2 separate regions of the Gossypium raimondii genome follow, and region 2 is linked to region 1. The links are chromatin contacts, called in public Hi-C maps. All regions are on one chromosome and are shown on one strand. Each heading gives the region's core, a stretch centred on a gene start, on an enhancer-like site or on the middle of the called end of the contact. The rest is flanking DNA. Distances are from core to core; before and after follow the strand shown. Region 1 overlaps LOC128040426 (secreted RxLR effector protein 161-like). Region 2 holds the start of LOC105779982 (transcription factor AS1).

Region 1 (2,632 bases), core at 61-2,560:
AATAATATATCTAGAAATTTTAATATTATAATTAAATGCTAATAATTTAGCAACATATATTATAAATATATCTAATAGTATAATTAATATATTATTTATAAAAATATGATTTATTTCTTAATAACTTTATAAATATTATGTCAAAAATAATATTTGAAAATAAATAATTTAACATTTTATATTTAATAATAAAACATTATTTAACAATAAATTTAATTTTATAAATTTAAAATAATTCTAAAATCATATTTAAAATTATTTTATTATATATTTTTCTTTGAAAATAACTAGTTGGATTCATTTAATATAAAGTGGGAAAAAATACAGTCAAACAAAACATAACAGCAAAAGAACAACCTAACCAAAAAAAAAAGACTAATAAAGAAAAATAAATGCAATAATAAATAAAACCATTAACTTTCTAGGGACCCTAATTGCCCCCAATATTCACAATCCAGCTGATCTTGAAAATGGGATCTTTCAGGTTTCCCCTTCCATTTCCTCTTTGCTCCCTTAACCGTCAAGTTTATTTGGAGGAGACCCTCTTGGTCATTGGTCAATTCATTTCACCAACCAACCACTCTCTTTTCCTCCACCATTTTCCTTTCGCGAACACTGGCACATCCCCCATCAAGTGACTCTACTCCCTCCACTTTAAACCCTCTATTGCCAAGACATACGCCAGACCATTCCTTTCTGCTTCACCTATCATTAACCTTGTTTCTTTAATCTAGAGCCTCTACCCATCGTCGATCAACTTTATCTCTTTCTTTTCTCTAGAGTTCTATCTAGTTCGCCCCCTTTTTTTTTCTTTAGCCCTCTCTTTTTCTCATGTATCTTCCTCTCCAAAGCTTTATCTCCACCTACTCTTTCAATTTTTTTGTTTAGTTTGTCCTAAAAGCCCACCAAAGCCTATAAATCCATACATGCAAATCTCCCTTCTGTTAATTTCCCACCGCCAATCACAGTTTTTTTCTTCCGATTTGGGTTGTTTTGTTTTATTTTCTCAATTTTATTATTCGGTTTGGAACATGTCAGAGTGGAGGAGACCTTGTGTTAATGCTGTGAAAATAGCATTGTTGGATGAAATCGAAGTTGGGAAAGCATTGAATCATAACGATTGGGTTTTAATTTTTGTTTCTTCTTGATTTTTCTTCCATAGATATAATTCATAAACTAAAATTATGGTTAATATGATGTTTTTGGTTTGGGGTATTTTTGGGAAAAAAATTGGTGGCTATTGAGTAAAAGGCTGGAATGGCTATTCTTTGGTTGTAGCATAGAATGGGTATTCCGTGAGAGGCCGAAATGAGGTTGTAATACTACCCGACCGTTTCACTCATTCAATTAAACCAAACAATGGAATAAGACTGTTGCGTTAAATAAGGTATGAATGGAATAGCCATTCATGCCAACCAACCTTGGTGTAGGAATACACCAAACTTGTTAATTATGCTTAAGGTTAGTTTAATTAAGTTTAATTAAGATTAATTAAAAGTTAAACTAAGTATAAAAGAAAAATAAAGGCATTTTGCTCTTCTTCTTCTTCTTCACCGTAGCATAAAGGAGAAATAGGGTTTGAAAGCTTTCAAACTTTCAACCTTGATTTGGTATGTTCAATTAAGTCTCTGTTTTTTGTAATTTTTATATTTTTGAGGTCATGGGAGTCTAATTTAGCTAGCCCATGTACCAATTTTTAAAAATTTTAAAATATTTCTTAATGAAATTGGTGTTAAATTGATAGATTTTAAGCTTAGATGTGAAAAAAGACTAGATTGTAAAGTGTAAATTGTTAGTTTTGTTCATAAGAACCAAAGTGTAAAAATTGACTTTTTGTGTGAAATTTCTGTAATTTTAGATATTATAGGGCTCTAAAAGGATGTAATTGATATCCATTTCAAAATCGAAGCTCAAAATTGAAATTTATGGCAATTTCGATATTAAGGACTAAATTGAATAAAATGCAAAACTTTAAGGGCATTCAAAAATTAAATTGAATTGGTACATGCATGTTAGGGATTGTTATAAAATGATTGGTATTAATAAATTGAATCGAATTATTGTATAGATCGAGAATTAAACCAAATTGAGGATAATCAGGGAAAGGCAAAATTGCTAATTAATCCTTAAAAACTTGTTTATTTGTTGTTTTGTTAGTTAAGTTCATATGAAACTTACTGTTTTGTTTCATGCTATGATTAAATTGTATTTATTTTGCTTATTAGTTTTTATAAATGTAATTTGGTGATTTTTGGCATCAATTGGGCTAAATTGCAAAGTATGAAATCTATGGTATTTATGAATAGGTACAAGGTACCAAAACGGAAATGGGATGTTAATAAGATTGGTATGACATGTAAATGTTGTTACAGGGATTGAAATGATATGATTACAGTAATAATGCCCGTGTAAACTTAGTAAAAGATTAGGATATGTATGGCATGCAATTAGGGTCAAATCTGAAAATGATTAGTGATTTTCATGGTTATATGAGATCCAACATTTTTTGTGGATTCTCGGCTTATATGTATCCTTGGTTTAGCCTGGACTGGTAACCTTGATACGATATCAGTTTGTGTGAGCAAATTCAAAAATGTCAGCTTGTGTGAGCAACCCTGATCACTTTCAGCTT
Region 2 (2,632 bases), core at 38-2,537, 110 kb before region 1:
TCATCAAAATGAGGATGCACAATCATGCTGTTAAATAAGATGCGTGGATAAATGCTGATAACTGTTGGTACAACTAGGCATTGATTATAAAGTCAAGTACAAAGTACAAGTAACATAATACTACCAATCACTGCACAGAAAGACAAGGGGAACCGGGGGAGGAAACAAGACAAGATGTACTACAATACCAAAAACAAGATCAAGTATCACAAGAGGAGTGATCTTAAACAATGACTGAAAGCAAAACTCAATTCTGCCATAGCAAAAGCTATCATACAGCCAGTGACAACAATCTGTAGTGGAGTCAGCAAAACAATGCGGAAAAAGATAATATATATATACACACAATAATTGATAAAATGCCCAAGTTTGTGTCGTATAAAACTTGCTAGCGGCCCCTGACACTGGATTACAACCTAATTGTACTGCAACAGCTGGCAATACAGAGATTTTCATCTTTACACATCTATAAACCAAACTATTTAAGTTATTAGTTAAAACTAATCTACTAAAATATCCCATAAAAATGTGTTAAAGATATAGACAAGCAAACCAAATAAGAGTCTAGTAGAGATGGTATATCGATAATCAATCAAACAGGGATGTTATGACTTGTACAAACCCGCAATATATTTATTCAACTCATCTCCCATATTTATGACACAAAATCTTCAGAAAATTACAGCTGCAGGGCAAAATAATAGGGTTCATCAACTGATTTGGTAGAATGTAAATATTCCCAGGATAAGGCCCGGGACATTACTGAAAAACCCAGTTTCAAGAACTGGGGAAAAAACAGTTTATTATGTTTAAGATTATCATCAAACAAGTATTGCTGGGAATAATTAGAAATTATGTGTGGGAGCTGCCACCAAAATCTTCAACTAAGTAAACGTTTGGCTGCCGCGAAAACTAAGAAAGATAAAAAAAAAGAAAGATAAATGTTTTAATAAAATTGAAGCAAAACAGAGCCTTAAAAATAGCTTCTAGGAAGCACAAAGAGAAGTCCAGAACAAGGATTAAACAGAAAGAGAAAATGTGAAATAAATACTTAAAAACTAATGGATAAAATAGGATAAAAGAGCTCACCATATTTTCTTTGTGTTCAAGTGCCCAAATTTAAACTTTGTGTTGGTTGCATCTTCAAGCTTACAATCTCCGACAAGAACAGCAAAGGATTAAGGAGAACATAAAATCAAAGCCGACAGTCCAAACAACCAAAACACACAAACTCTCTCTCAAACAAAGGGGGATGGATGGGGGGAGAAAGATAATAAAATGAGAAAAAAAAAAAAAAAGAAAAGAAAGAAGGGGGAGGGGGGGGACTATAGTCCGCGTTTCGCGGCACAAGGAGACGAGTATGATGTAGACTCGACCTTCTGCTCCGCTCAGAAGCACCTCTCAGATGTCAGTGATACGTTACGTCCCTTTTTCTCTTTATTTTTATATTTATTTATTACTTTAACTCTATTATTATTTCTTCTTTATTTAATTCAATACCTCAAAAAAATTGCTTTTCTTGGTTTTTTTTTTTTAGAATTTTATGAAATTTTATTTTTTAATCTAATTATAATTTCAGAAAAAAATTCAAAAATTAAAATAACAAAAATTCAGAATTCTTTTGAAGAAATTTTGATTTTTTATAATTTTTGAAATTTAAATTAACAAGTTAATTTTTTAAAGATTTTAGATTTTATGATTTTTTAACTTTTACATAATTATAAATTTAAAAATATTTTATAATTTCAAAAACAATTAATTAATTTTATGAATTTTAAGAATTTTTGATATTTTATAATTTTAAAAATTATTATTAAAAATTATACAAGGACCAAATCAGATATTTTAACTATAGTCTAGAATTAAATTAGTTAACGTGTCATATCACTCTTCCGTTAATATTGTAACGACGATTGATAGACGAATGATCAAAATATAATTTTTCATAATTTAGTGATAGAAAAATAACCAAAATTTAATGACTATTTTTAATTTACTCAACAAATTATTTTTCTTGTTTTTATTTTTTATTTTGATACCTAAAACTAATTTATTATCTAATTACACTTTTTAAAAATTATTATTTAAAATATTTTTATGAGTATATTCATGGGTGTAAGTTTTTTAAAGGTGTTGAATAATACATTTAAAATTTATTGTCTAGTAGGAACTCAATAATCATTGGTGTTGAGGTGTGAATAACCATTTTCAATATTTCCTTAAGAATCTTATATTTTGTTGTTACAAATAAGTAATTGATTTGATATGGGTGTCGATGTGGAGACCATTACTTTCTTGTATTTTACTGTTATGAATAGTTATTTGACTTGATGGATTAAGAACTAGACACCTAATAAAAAAATCTTTCCAACTACTTGCAAAATTTTTACAACTTTGTTAATTATTTTAAGTGCTTTTTCTTTTCATGAATTAGTTGTATAAAAAAGTTATCATTAGTTTTTAAATATGTTATATTATTGTAATTATTAAATATGTTCACCGCATGATATAAGAAAATTATGTTATAGTATGTAACTCTCTAAATCCAGCCTAAACATTATGGTCGTATCTGGTAACGTCACACGATAGTGTTTTTGAAATATTGTTGTTACGTTTAAAACATTTTATGTTA

The links. Hi-C and Micro-C count contacts between places; a contact is called where the count stands out from the background.
Region 2: a contact with region 1 is called in a Hi-C map of leaf, with 2.8 times the contacts expected there. The contact joins the promoter of LOC105779982 here to the enhancer-like site in region 1. A contact is called at or near these places in 2 of 2 Hi-C or Micro-C datasets (both in leaf).

What each region holds. Positions count from the first base shown.
Region 1 is chr4:12,024,094-12,026,725 of ASM2569854v1, reverse strand. All of the region lies in intron 1 of LOC128040426 (secreted RxLR effector protein 161-like), which reads right to left. Among protein-coding and RNA genes, the nearest start is that of LOC128040426, 7.8 kb to the right of the region's middle. Within about 2 kb of position 1,310, the one cell type or tissue checked has open chromatin away from gene starts, as enhancers often do. A contact at or near this core is called in leaf, where this site is marked.
Region 2 is chr4:12,130,293-12,132,924 of ASM2569854v1, reverse strand. LOC105779982 (transcription factor AS1) reads right to left here and starts at 1,287. Exons shown (of 2, transcript XM_012604028.2): 1 at 1,090-1,287.